2 separate regions of the Rattus norvegicus genome follow, and region 1 is linked to region 2. The links are chromatin contacts, called in public Hi-C maps. All regions are on one chromosome and are shown on one strand. The core of a region is the stretch at or near the end of the contact, and the rest is flanking DNA. Distances in the headings are between cores, read along the strand shown.

Region 1 (7,141 bases), core at 570-3,069, 290 kb before region 2:
CAGTTGCCACTAAGGGGGATCGGGACATAGTCTGCTTAGGGTTTCCAGAAAGATGGTCAGGTTTGCAGGAGGCGGGGTTGAGAGGTGTGGGGGAGGGGACTTCTGTGTGTGGAGAACAAAACACAGAAGTCTGAAGACTTTGCACTCTTTTCCTACAGAGAAGGGGACCCCTAAACTCACACATACATTACGCTGTTAATTTCCTGTCTGATACAAGGCTTAGAGCAAAGTTTAGAGCAAAATCCGTACAGAACTGTCTGCAAGGTTTCTTAGGTGACCGCTGAATTTCACCCACTTAAGACTATGCCCGTTCTCAGGTTTGGCCTTTTCTTTCTCCAAGCCCAGAGTTGACATGGCATCTAATAGTAAACAACAATTACTGATACCATCAGCATCATTGTAGGACGACGTTGATGGAAAACAGGGCCCCTGTCCTGGGGTGATGCTCACATTTTTGCACGGGTCTCTCTGGGGAGTGACCTGCAGGTTCACACAAGCAGCTACACAGTCCGTTGGAAAGGGTCCCATCCACTCAGCCATCTGTCCACTGCCCCTCCCACCTGCCAGTTCTCAACTGCCCCCCCCCTCCACACAGGCAATAGGGGATGATGGGAAGAGGGGGCTCTCCTGCTTCTAACTTGCCCCTCCTGGAAGAGAGAAACGTGACGGGGGAAGGTCAGCATACTTTGTAGGAGTTGACTGTGATCTGGCCCTCTGAGGCCTATATTAAGAGTGAACAAGCTTCTGAGTCTCAAAGAGTCGGCAGATGGCCTGCAGCTCAGGCTCGGCCACGCCAGCCACGTCTGCTGGCGCCAACTCTCTCCTCTGCCTTCTACCCCTCAAACTCCAGCAGCAGAGTTGCTCCGAATCTTGCAGGCTACCACGAGCAAAGCTGACTGAGAAGGAGAAGGGAAGGAGGAGGGAGGGAGGGGGAGAGAGAGAGAGAGAGAGAGAGAGAGAGAGAGAGAGAGAGAGAGAGAGAGAGAACACTCGGCCTTTCCCAGAGAGCTAGGTTCCTAGGGCCGACCCCCTCCGCCCCCTACGGCCCCGGGGTCGAATTACTGAAGCTCCCATTGCTATGCCATTGGCCAGCAGGAATCAGGGAAGAGGGCTCTGAGACCCTCTGGATGAGGATAGAAGTTTCTTTTCTTGCTCTGGTCCCCAACACATTCACCCGGGTTCCTCCCAGTCAATCGTCTGCGCACGTCCCTCTACATTCCGAGGCTGGCGAGCCAGTGACGCAACCTCGCCCTAGGCGCCGCGATTCGGGACTCTGCTGGGGCTGGATCCTGGCGGCAGTCCCCGAGCTGAGGGCGTGGTGTTTGTTGGATTCCCACCCTTCCCACCCCGTGTGCTCCCAGCTCCGCCAGGGTCCTTGCGACCACGCAGAGATTTTCAGCCCACAAGATGCCGGCCACAAGACAGCCGGGAGGCCTCATCCCCTCTCACCTCTTGCCTGTTCAGTTCTCTCGGCTGGGTGGGGAAGGGGCCGCGGAGGGTGCCTCCCATCCCCCCCACTTCTGGAGGCGGAGGCGCGCAGAGCCGGGCGCGCGCAGAAGTCAGTCTCGGCTCCCTTTAGTCCCAATGCTCCAAGTCAGCTCCGGCAGCGGCCGTAGCTACCGCCGCGGCCCGGGCTGCCTGGGGGGGCGAGCGCGCGTCACCTACACTGAGGAGCGCCGGGGATTTAAATGCCACTGAAACGGTGATCCATCACCGCCGCCGCCGGTAAACTTTCGCAGGCGGCTCAGCCATTGGCTGACAGAGTCACGTGTCCTTCCCCTCGAGCCCTCCGCCTGCCCGCCCCGCCTCTTGCGCACTGTACATTCATATCATTTTTCTTCTCTGGTCCTATGGAGGAAGTGAGAAAGTTGGCACGGTCACCCAGGGCTTCGCAGGACCCAGTCACTCAGTGACAGATGGACAATGCAAGAATGAACTCCTTTCTGGAATACCCCATCCTTGGCAGTGGCGATTCTGGGACCTGCTCGGCGCGAGTTTACTCCTCTGACCATGGAATTACAACTTTCCAATCCTGCGCGGTCAGTGCCAACAGCTGCGGCGGCGACGACCGCTTCCTAGGGGGCAGGGGGGTGCAGATCACCTCGCCCCATCACCACCACCACCACCATCACCATCCCCAGCCGGCTACTTACCAGACTTCTGGGAACCTTGGGGTTTCTTATTCCCACTCGAGTTGTGGTCCAAGCTATGGCGCGCAGAACTTCAGTGCGCCTTATGGCCCCTATGGATTAAATCAGGAAGCAGACGTAAGTGGTGGGTACCCCCCGTGCGCTCCCGCTGTTTACTCTGGAAACCTCTCGTCTCCCATGGTCCAGCATCACCACCACCACCAGGGTTATGCTGGGGGCACAGTGGGCTCGCCCCAGTACATTCACCACTCATATGGACAAGAGCACCAGAGTCTGGCCCTGGCCACGTATAATAACTCCTTATCCCCTCTCCACGCCAGCCACCAAGAAGCCTGTCGTTCCCCTGCTTCAGAGACGTCTTCTCCAGCGCAGACCTTTGACTGGATGAAAGTTAAAAGAAACCCTCCCAAAACAGGTAAGTCCTGCCAGCTGGCAAACAAATGCTGTTCAGTTTTTGAAAGGGGCCGGTGCACCTAGTTTCCTAGGAAAATTAATGATTTTAAAAGATAGGTTCTTGCTTATGTCTAATGTCGTCTAGAGTTGTAGTGGGTGGTGTAGGGTGCCCAGGTGTGTTGAGGCAAAGGAGTTTCAAAGGGGCTGAGGTTTAAGTGGTCTAAAGGTAGATGGTGTGTGTGTGTGTGTGTGTGTGTGTGTGTGTGTGTGTGTGTGTGTGTGTTGGGGTGGGAGGTGGTAGTGGTGTCCTGTTAATATCTACAGGCTCCATTAATCACGAGCCTGATCACGCTAATGGCTGACTTCAGGTTAACACTTTACTTACAACATCGTTAGTCACTGGCGCTTCCTGATAGGGTTTGCGCTGAGCAGTTTACTGAATATTGCCTCAAGTTTGGGGTAAAGGTTTAAGAATGTTTATCTTTTCTCTCTTCCTCCTCTACCCTAGGGAAAGTTGGAGAGTATGGCTACGTGGGTCAACCCAACGCAGTGCGCACCAACTTCACCACCAAGCAGCTCACAGAGCTGGAGAAGGAGTTCCACTTCAACAAGTACCTAACAAGAGCCCGCAGGGTGGAGATAGCCGCGTCCCTGCAACTCAATGAGACCCAGGTGAAGATCTGGTTCCAGAATCGCCGCATGAAGCAGAAGAAGCGCGAGAAAGAGGGGCTCTTGCCCATTTCACCCGCCACCCCTCCTGGAAGCGATGAGAAAACTGAAGAATCATCTGAGAAATCCAGCTCCTCGCCCAGCGCCCCTTCTCCCGCATCATCTACCTCAGATACTCTGACTACCTCCCACTGAGGCTGCCCCAGCCCAACTCTGCAGCCCAGGCTTCTCCCTGGGCTGAGATTTCTTACCCAAAGCACATTCTTAGCTTATCTTCCTTTCTTTCCAGACTCTCTCTTCCTTTCTGGTCCCATCTGGGGAGCTCCTGGCTAAGATAAGATATTTCCAGAGAATTCTGGAGACTTGGTTGGAAGTTAACTCCTTATTCTATACCAGGTGCCCACATCAATTTCTGATGGTCCCCAACGCCCTTTCTTTACTGTCTTGAGATTTTTTTACACAACCTATGGTTCCTTTACTGTCCGTTGGAGAACAGTTCCCTTTGCCAACAGATATCTGCAGAAGGGAGGTGTCTCGCCTTTGTATCTATGTATTGTTCTGCTCCACCTGGCCTTTAAGTAGGACATAGAGGAGGGAGGGTGTCCAAAGGCTCATGAGGAAGAGATGCTCCATGTTTACACAATTCACCCCTTGATTGCTGGGTATGAATGCTTTCTCTTCAGAGATTTATCTTTATACACATTTCGTAGAAATATGTAAGTCACTAAATCAAACAGGGTGGACAAATTCTCAAAACTGGCACAGGCCATGTGTGATTATGGGTGAAAGGAGAAAACCTCTCTCATTCTGAGTCAGATACTTCAGAAGGTGGCCTTGGTTGGTTCTTTCAGAGTTTAGGCCTACAAAGCACAAGGTTCAGAACCTTTCCTGTGCCGAGTCTTCCCAAACTCTAACCAATTCTTCCTGCTTCTCTGGCCACCCTGCATTTAAAAAAGTTATGCTGGACTATTTGTAACCTAAAGGAATTCTTTTCAACCACCCTTTCTTTTCACAGTATCTTGTATCTTGGCTGGAGACAAGTGTATTTTCAGCTAATTGTTTGTTAATGTGATGTATGGCACAACGAATGTATATTTTGTGTGGTTCGTGAATAGTCTTCTGCATGTCGCACAATGTTTTGACCTCCCTGAAATAGCACACTGAGTTCTATCAGTTGTCCTTTGTGAGCCTAAGATAGTCCCCATTTCCTGTACAATCATGAGCAGCTCTGAGATCCTGGAGTGACGTGGTCCAGAGCAGAGTTTACGGGTCTTACTTAAGATGTCTGTAATAAAATATTCAAGTTTCAGGTATGCCTAAGCATCTTGCGTATTTGGCTGGGCTACAGTGTCTGCTTACATTGGCTCATTTCATGTGGGGAAGGGAGGGTAGTGTTCATTTTCAAAGAAGTAGGTTTCCCTCTGACATGAAGCTTGCAGCTTTCCCTAGAAGTACATTTTCACCCAACCAAAGTCTATTTAACGCACTGATTTTTTTTTTTTACAACAACAGCAACTCTCTTTATTATAGTCAGAGTTCAAAATGGAAAAAAAAAGTAAAGGAATATATGAAGGAGATCTCTTTTTGGAACACACATGGATACTTCCTGGGTCAAGTGCCAACCTTTTCACCTCCAACTGAATGTTGACATACACGTAAACACAGCCCCTTCCAAAGCTGAAAACTGTCTTCAGGCAGTCTTTCCTCACATTTGTGAACCCAGAGCAAATTCCCATTTAATCAGCTTCAGTACATAGCTGTGGTAAGGATGTCTCCGTTTCCTTTTTTGGATCGTCAGGCTGTGCTTCAATATATTCTACCTTTGAAATTGATGGTCTGTTTTCAGTAAAGCCCTGCCTCCTTCCCTATTCTTTGCATCAGCGTCCACCCCTCCCAGCAGTTCCTCACATCTCTGCCTCGCACACCTTATCCCTTCAGATTCAGCTTTCCTTTCATTGCCACCACGACTGTAATATTTCTGCATGTTTCTAACTCTGTGTCACATAACCTGGAAAGCAATTTACACTCTCTGTAGATTCAGACTGCTCCAGCTGAGCTTGGGAAAATCAAACCAAGCCTTTGTATATCCAAGTTATTTCTGATCGTGGCATGTGTCAGAGGAGAGGGAATCAACACATGACCAATGGCTTGTCAAGACCTTGTGACAATCTCCTATTATTTTTAACATGTTTCGGGGTTTAAGTGACATTTTCAGATCTTTCTTCCTGGTTGCTGCTAGGGATGGAGCTTAGGGCCTTGTATATTCTAGGTAAGTGTGGAACCAGAGAGCTGAATCCCCGTCCTCAGCTTTCACACGTATTTGAAGGTGCTGGTCTCTCAGGGCAGAGTGCATCACCAATACAGATGTATGACTTCCATTTCAGAGGGTGTTTTGAAAAGATGGGCTGGGGAGAAAAACCTACAAAGTATTATAATTTGCAGGCCTTCTAGAAGACTTCTGAGATTTCCTACACATCTCTGCTAAATGAGGAAGCCAGGACTTTGTGCAGGCAGTTGCTGCTTGCATATCAAGGGCACCGGGCATCCTCCCCTCAGCTGCTGGGTTTTGAGATTGCCTGAAAAGCTTCTAGTGGATGGCGAGAACTTCAAAGACACCACCCCTTTCTTTCATTTCCCTCGCCTGGCTATACTGTATCTTTTGTTTATTAGTGTAAGGCCACAAAGCAAAACAGATGGCTGGTTTTCAAATACTTTAATGTGTTAAAGTGTCATTTGCATACCACTGTCTTGATTTCAATATCTGAAAGCCGGTCCGACATGCTGGAATCCTGGAGATTCCAATCTTCAAGGTGCTGGTTTTAATGAAGCTGAGAGGGAAGAGGACCATAAATTATGCCTAAATATCCCTAGGCTTTCCTAGGTCATAGAATAAATCAGCTAACAAGTAATGCATTTAGGAGACATTAATACACCTTTCAACAAGAAAAACATTTGTATCTTTTTTAGCTGTCCCAATCGATTAAATCAAAGGCGCTTAACACATCCTATTTTAAGGTCTTTTCTGTTCTAGTCTCTGAGGGGCAGAGTTAGTGCCTTGAAAAATGACGGCAATGGCAACTGAAACAAAGTACATAGGGGAGACAGAAAATAACATTTTGTTGATACATTTTAAAATGAAACAAAGGTCTTAATCAGGGATCCCGGGTAATTGCAATATAATATTTTTTTCTTTAATTTTAATTTTTTTCCCACCTTCATCCAAAGTACTGGCAAAATCGAGGGTGTCCTCAAACTAGCCTGCCTTAGGTCTTGCTGTGACTGTGAAGTCTGCTATGGGCTCACCTTTGAGAGTTTACTTTTGGAGGCCATTCAGATGCAGCAATGTTTTCCTCTGGGGCAATCAGATTCAAACCGATCAATATTTACTCAGTCTGAAAGGGTTGTTGAAAAGGCTGCTAACAACAAACTGCTTAGCTGCTCACCCCTGTTTAATCTCAGGTTCACCGAAAGTTCAAGAAGAGATGAATGCAGTCGTGGGTCACTTTAGAAGGAGTCCCAGCAGTTTATCTGAGCGCTCAGCTAAAGGCAACAATTAGAGCTCCATCCCTCTTCGGGAGAGGGGCAACTTTCCTATTATTCTTTTGCTAAACAATGTTTACTAGAAACTTAAAACACTTTCCTCTTGCCTCTTAGTTCTTTTTTGGGGAAAGACAGACTCTTCCAGCTGCCCTTCCAGTGCGCCTCCTCCAGTTTTTCTGCCAATTCATTCAGGTTTCAAGTAAAACAAGTGGCAATGAATACCTTTAAAAATGTTAAGTCAGTCCGACCGGAAGAGTTCCGGTTTATCTCAGAAAACGAAACTCATTGGGTCACTAGCGCTAATCTTTGTGTAAGTGTGGGACAAGACCGAATTGAAATCCACTGCGCTGGAGGAATGCAGACAATCAGAGCCCCATTATCTGAGATGG
Region 2 (7,553 bases), core at 3,479-5,978:
ATTTCTGACCCCAGCAGGCTGTCAGCTTCCTCTGGGCAGGAGCTTCCTATTCCCTTCGCCTCCTTGGCAGATCTTCCCTCTCACGCGTGGGTGATCCTCGATGAAAACTGATTGATGGTTAATTGGTTTCATAGTCACACCAGCTACTATGTATATCTTACACACACATTGTGGTTGTTCTTGAGTTGGGATACTTTTTAATTTAGTTTTTCTTTGTATGCCATTTGTTTGTATATCCTACATTAGATATTTGTCAGCTTTGTATAAATCCTTAAGTAGGGAAAATGATAATGTAATACATGTGCTTTTAGTAGAAAAGAATGGCATAGTTTGATTCCATGTAAAGCAATTTCTTGCTTAATGTTATGCTCCTTCGCTCCATATCCTGGGAAGGGAATGTGCTTGGAGTGTGTGGGAGCAAAGCACTGACTACAGAGAGGATGAAAAACATGGGTTTTAAAACCACAGCCTCAACTTTAAACCGCATGCTTTGGAAGCCTGCCACTTTTGCATCTCAGTTCACTTATCTATAGAACGATGATTGTCTATAAAGTCTTTCCTCCTGTGGTATGTGACACATGGAGAGCCACAATAGAATTTGGGGACCCATCTAGTAGCCTTTTGTGAGAGGATTAAGTGAGGAAACCAGTGAACATGTCTGACATTTGATGACTTACAGATTATCTGTATTTTATGTCATACATTTTTTCTGTGCTGTCTTGATGTTTTAGGAACCATGTAGTAGTATTCCTGCTACTCGGTATCATGTAGCATATTTGTATGATGTCGGCTGTTACTTCACTAGATTTAAGGGCTGCCCTGGATTTAAGATTGCTCCAGACAAGTTGCTCTGCATATTTAAAACAAACATGCAACGCCTTGGGGCATATCTTATATTGTATCAGGTCAGCCGTAGCCTTGATGAGGACGCTGGTTATTAACACAGGAATATGAATCGGGCGTTTCATGCTCTTAAAGATAATTGTTAAGTGCTGTAGACTTTGTCTTGCTCTGTAAGCAGGGTGGATGCTGTGATAGACACGGGGCCTGCTAATGTGCCACTGTCACTGTTTATTTGCAGAGGAGGAAGAGGACACCGCTTCAGTGAAGATGGACGAACAAGGGAAGGGGAGTCGGGACAGTGTACAGCATCCCTCAGGTAGCACCGGCAAAGCTTATTTTTGTTTTGTTCTTGTCCCTTTCTAACTCTCTCATGATGTCTGCACAGCTCCCTGAAGAGGTTGGCTCATTTGGTCTGTATGTCTTATGGTTGATAACCTGCTTAGTCCCATTTAGGATGCATGAAAACCACTTGAGAAGGATTTATAAAGTAAGCCAATTTATACAAGGTATTCCTTCCTGAATTACTTTGTAATGACTCAATTAGCTTTCATTTCTGCACAAAGGAGATTTAGTTGCATAAATTAGCTTATCATCATTGAGGAAGTGTCACTGCTAAAGGACAGTTTATAGATACAACATGCAGTTGCTGTCAAACCTATAAGAATGTAATATAGACATCTGTGTATACTTTGTGCTTGAGCAGAACAGACTTCTGCCATTCAGAGACTAACAGGGGACAACAAGTTGCCCAGGGGACTGGCAATGTAGACATCTCTGAAAAGGTCAACTTGACACAGGCTCTGACAATCGACCCACAGCTCTGTCTTCTTTGATAAAAATCAGATAAACTTAAGACCGCTAATTGATCTGCAGCCTGTTTAAATGTTGGCCATGCATATCTTCATTGCATATGATTAACACAGAAGGCAAATGAATTGGGTAAGAAATGCCAGAGTCCAGTGACAGCAGCTTAAAAATGAGAAAAGGACACTGGTTGCCTAGAAGACTGGGGAGGATGGTCTGCATTATCCACTTCCGCCTGGCACGTGGCCCCAAGTACTAATTATGTGCACACCATGTACAAACACACAACACAGACAACTTTCCTTGCTTGTTGCTATTTCCAAGTAGCACAAGATAAACTATCTGTAGCGCAAACATGAGGTTAATTTTGATAAACCAACAGTTACAGGGAAAGAAGAGATGGGCTGCCTTCTTATCAGGACTTTACACCTCTCCACAGCCCTGTGTCAGCTGGGGCGAGGTCTGCCCTGTCGCCCCCGGGTCCTGTACAGGGCTGGAGCTAGGGTCACCTTCCCCTCTCTGATATGTCCATACATCACCCTGTTGAGTTGTCAGAAGCAGGGTGGACAAGCAGTACGTGTTCAGGAAGTAGCTTTCCTCCTGTGACACATGGGAAGGAAACAGGCCTGACTCTGGACCTGGACAGGAAGGCAGGCACAGGTTGCTGCAAAAGGTTTGGGTTTGCCTTTTTTTCAGAGAGGAAGCAGGACAAAGCCATTAGATGTTAGCACTCTTGCCCTGTAAAACAGAGCTGTAAACCATGGCAGCAAGCGAATGAAGCCCAGGCACTGTGCTTGATAGTAAATTGGGTGTTTATTTTGATAGTTATGAATCACGATGCTTCTGCCCAGAGCACACAGGTTTCTTTTTAAAATTTCTATGCAGGTATAGAAGATAAACACAATAGATAGACCTTCCGCAGACACAAGAGAGCATGCCTCAAGTGTTTGCCTTTGGGGGGGGGCAGTAAGTCGGTGAGCTTTTCACGCCATCGTCACAAGGTACTGCAGTGTCTCTTACCTCTCGTGCTGCAGAGCTCTTTCAAGCCACGCTCCAATGCCTTCGCACATGGAGCTTCTGCAACTCATGCGCGCCACTCGGCACTGAGCTGACAAGGGTGTTGCTTTCTTACTGAGCGTCACATCATGTGACCTAACCTTGCTCAAGAATTTCATGTATTTTTTTTACATTGACTAATTTTACAGGAAAAAAAAATCAGTGTTCTAATATAAAATATAAAAATAAAACTCAATTCATCTTGTCTCCTACAAGTTGCTTCACACTGATTCATCTAGCACAGATCATATACATTTATAGGTACATAGACGGTCCCACTTGATTTTTTTTAACACTGTAAAAATATGCTTCCCTTTCTAAAACACTTCTCAGGCTTGCAGTCCTCAGAGAAAGGGTCTCTGGGGTCAGCATCACGCCTCCTTCTTTGTCAGCACGTCTTTTATAATCTTGCCTTTGTAGACTATCTGGTGTTTACATGTTTAATTTGCACTTTGGTAACAGTCCTGTTAGCTTTGCCAAATATCTATTTTATAAAGTTTTTAAAAGCTCAATGTCTAAATTTTTCAAAGGCTAGCTAACTTTAAAAAAACAAACAAAAAAAACCAACCTACTTTCAAAAGTAACTCATGCCCCTCAGGACAGCACACACAGTAAGGTGAGGTTTTGCGTGTAATTTTCAAAATACCGATGGTATAGATAGAATGATGTTAACCCACCGAGTAAAGACAGGGAAACCACGTGAACTGTGCTTCTGAATGTTCCTCGTTATAAACAACGCCTATCTTTGGGGCCAGGGATGTGTCTCAGCAGGAAAGCATTTGACCAGCATATTCAAGGCTCTGCATTTGCTATCCCCATCGCCACAAGGCAAAGCAACATGTCATGGGGATTATCTTCCTGGGCAGAGGTACAGAGTGCTAGTTTTTGTGAGCCTTCTGTGCCTTCAAAGCTGTATGTGTTCGGGACTTCTGTCTGTGTGTGTAGAGCCACTTACATTTTAAAGATGAGCCAGCAGAGCTTCCTGCTTTCCACAAATAAGATCACTCCTAATTCTTTATGTCTGGCATGTTTTCCTGAGGAGACAGCTCACACACTGCTGGCCCTTCCCTCACTGGTGATGCCTGCTCTTCTAGAACGTCAGCCATATATCCAGAGTGTTCTTTAGCAGTGCTCACATGTGGGACCCAGAATTGAGGTCGTTTTTTGGATACCATCATCATCAAGATTGTTGGGGGCACAGTTGAAAATGCATCTTGTCGACAGCAATGCCGAACCCCTGGCTCTGTGGCTTCCTTGCAGCCGTGAGGTTTAATGAAATGTTCCTGATGCACATCTAGGGAGTCATGCATCTTGTACCCGGCGGGGGTCTCTCCCCTCGCCTGCTCCTGGAACTCCCATTAATGTTAATGGGAGTTCCTCCGAGTGTATCCAGGGAAAAAGAAACCAAAGTGATAAGAATGTGTATTTAAAATCACTGTATACTTTTCCTTTTGTCCTCTTTCCTGCCCCTACTTAAAAAAAAAAAGCTGTTAAATGAAAAGTACTGTGAGAATGTCTGAAAATGGAGGAAGGGCCAGGACAGCTGGGACCCTTTGGAATCCCACAGCTCCACCAAAAACTTTGACCTTAGTTTTTTAGCCAAAGTTTGTTTCTTTCTCATCTTCGGAGCAAGCCTAAGGCCTGAGCAGCATGGGGAACATGTCAGGGACCCCTACTGGGGAAACTAGCTATTTAGACCTTCTTCTTTGACTGGGCTAGAACTGTGTGGCAGGCTTTACGTGTGATGTCATCCCGTCTAACTCCCTGACTTTCAAGCTGACACTGACAGACTGCAGAGGGTGCAACACTTGACCCATTTAGCAGTTGATTTAATCTGACAGGAATGTTTCAACTTCTAAATCTCTATTTGTCTAAATAAGTGGTTTTTAAAGGAAATCGGTCACTTTATTATTAAGTGATATTTTTTCCAAAAAGAAAAAAAAAAAAAAAAGGAAAAGGAAAGAGACACTGTTTGGAGCTATCTGGCCAGCTGGAGTGCCCTCTAGTGTCCATTTACAGAATTTGTTTAATATATGCTTGGGGGGCTAGGGGAGGATGTGATAGGGGTGCCACAAGCATTGTTAGCTCTTGGTTGGATTCTGGGGCTTTAGTGCTTTGAGCCCAAGTGCTAAAGTGGTGAGGCCAAATACAGGGGGTCTCTCCCTCCCTCCCTCCCTTCCTCTCCCTCTCCCTCTCGCTCCATCCTCCCCATCCTATCATACCACCCCTATTGTCCCTCTCTTTCAGTCTTAAAAAATAAAAATTAACAGAGTTAGGTGGTATTTTCTAGTCCTTGTTTATTTTCTGAAAATTTAGTGAGAAGGTGTATCCTGTAACTACTTAGATTCCATGTTATTCAGATTCTCCTTTTTGAAAAATGTTAAAGACATTAAGGAGAATTAATCTAATAAATCAATACTTTGTGAAAGTCAGCACTGTGCTAACTATAGTAGTGGCTGTTTGCACTGAGATCGCCTCTTGTTTAAAAGCCACCTAACAAAACTGAGATGACAACCTGATCCGGCACCCTTCTCCACATTATCCCCAGATTCGGAGGTGACCATGCAACGATGGGAGCTGTCAGCACGTGTGTGTTCCGCCTGGCTGGAGAATGCACGGGCATCTTACTTACGTCTTACTGATATTACTCGCATTCTTTTTCCCTTAACTCATCAAAACTCAATTATCGTGAAATTAAAAACAGGAAACCGTTCTCTGTGTAACAAAAGCATCCAGTGTATTTAACTGTGTGCTGTGTTTTAGGAAAGCCACATTGTGTGAGTGACAAAGCATATATTACCCAGTTACTGTGGTATTACAGAGCGGTGGGCACTAAATAATCAATCAGTTAATGGTGTGTATGGCAGTTTGAACACTTCACATCCATTGTGCTTATGCCAGGAGAAGGATGAGCTGATAATTCCACTGTATGAGTCTAGTGACCTAGACCTGACTAACAGAAGTCCGCACTAGCAATTTCAAAGCTGCAAAAAATATTTTAGTGACAACTTTGAGAGACTTCGGGTCCAAATGCTTTATATTTGAGTAATTAAAGTATACTATTATTGATATAATACTGTTATCAAGTGTTCCAGACTCAGTGAAATTGTTCCTTCAAATCCGTCTGTCCTGTCCCTTAGATGCTAAACCGTGCAGGAAGACCAGCTGCTCTTCAAACACATAGCGAGTCAGCGTAAGACTTCTCACTAAAAACCGAGCAGAAGCCCCTTGCTGCTCTGAGAATGCAGTCACTGCAGGTTTTAGCTTAGGGACAGAAGTAGAGGGGCCATGAACAGCTAATGCTTCTGACACGACCTTCATGAGCATGCTCACAGGTAGTTGCGGGTTCACTAAGACGTTCTGCGATCCAGGCCAGAGTTTCTTAGACTCTTGGCAATCTGGGATGGTCCTTTAATTTCTGTTGGTTCAAGCCTTAACTCCAACTCTCTCTCTCTCTTTTTCCTAGGAGATAAAAGCACCGATTATGCTAATTTTTACCAGGGCTTGTGGGACTGCACTGGATCTCTTTCTGATGAGTTGTCCTTTAAGCGTGGTGATGTGATTTACATTCTTAGCAAGGTAAGAGAGTGCCCCGACCCCCGCCCCAGTGACAGCCGTGAAAGGAAATGCATAGCTCAGTTCTCCTGCACTTGAATTCACAACACAAGGGCATGCCAGTTGGAATTCTTCTAGGTCCTAGTTAACAATTGGAAGTTCACAATAATTAATTATTTTGTCAAGTGAAATATAATCAGAATTTAAACACAATCAGATAACAGGATTCACTTAGCAGTGTGTTTACCTGTCACCCCAGCCCTTGGCAGGCATCCACTTACTGCCTTATCCAGAACAATATACTCATGTGGGAGTTAGCATTGTAAGGTATTAGGTTAGTAATTATGTTTCTCTTGCTTCTTCCTTCGTATTCTTCTGTGTGCTTATTCTGTGTTTGCCTGCCATTCTCCAGTGGAAACACTGTGTTTATAAAAAGTTTTTCATCTCTGTGTAAACACATTGGGTGTTCCAACAATTTAAAGGCAATGCTCCATATTCAGACAGGGTGAGGTACTTTTTTAAAGTTTAGCAAACTATATTTGTCATCGTTAATGTACATGAGAATCGCTGTTGCTGCTTTTTAAGATACTGGACTGTAGAAGCCACCAGCTCCAAGCGTCAGCTTCTGACGCTGCATATGAACTCCCTTAATTTTCATCCTAAAATTGTCCTTAGTGTACTGTAGGAATTTTTTTAATGTCTACTTTTTAAGATTATCTTAGCACAAAATCACGAATGAAAATGATTTAAATATAAGCAGAGAAATGTTACATAGGTCATAAGTCTAACACTTTAATGTGATTGAGCTGAGAAATATTTTGTTTATTTCAGAAAGATGATGTGAACTATTAGATACAAAGAGAAATTGAAAATAAGGTCACAAATTGGATTTTAACATTGTATGACTAGTACAGAAAGTCTTGACCCAGCGGATCATAGAGTCCTAGAGTGGGCACCTTAATGGAGATTGCCTGTACCCGGTGCAGAGACAGTACCTGAACTATATTATCTTGACGCCCAGGGTAGTTATTTTCTGTCCCTTCTACCTAATTCCATGCCGAATAAAGCATCCACAATACCAAGACACACTCTAGACACCAAGAATCCTAAAGACTAATCTATAAGCTCTCAGAGATTAGTGTGAAAAGAAATATTTACTAATAACTTAGTACCGGGAGCTGTGATCATGACTTACTGAGATGGCCAAAGCCAAGACTGGTCATGAACTCCAGTCAGCCTCCCAATGGCAGATCCATGCATTGCTATGGTATCGTACCTTCATGTCCACATGACAG

What was found. A called contact is a pair of places that touch in the nucleus more often than the background predicts.
Region 1: a Hi-C map of psoas muscle shows a contact between it and region 2, with 1.9 times the contacts expected there. The contact joins the promoter of Hoxa1 here to the enhancer-like site in region 2.

What each region holds. Positions count from the first base shown.
Region 1 is chr4:82,583,887-82,591,027 of GRCr8, reverse strand. It overlaps Hoxa1 (homeobox A1), which reads left to right and starts at 1,819. Exons shown (of 2, transcript NM_013075.3): 1 at 1,819-2,565; 2 at 3,052-4,523. The coding sequence starts at 1,917. The coding sequence ends at 3,407. It overlaps Hotairm1 (Hoxa transcript antisense RNA, myeloid-specific 1), which reads right to left and starts at 1,613. Exons shown (of 2, transcript NR_132646.1): 1 at 1,450-1,613.
Region 2 is chr4:82,294,551-82,302,103 of GRCr8, reverse strand. Skap2 (src kinase associated phosphoprotein 2) reads left to right here. Exons shown (of 13, transcript NM_130413.1): 10 at 1,082-1,159; 11 at 6,170-6,282. Among named protein-coding and RNA genes, the nearest start is that of Skap2, 130 kb to the left of the region's middle. Within about 2 kb of position 4,728, at least 4 of the 93 cell types and tissues checked have an H3K27ac peak or open chromatin away from gene starts, as enhancers often do.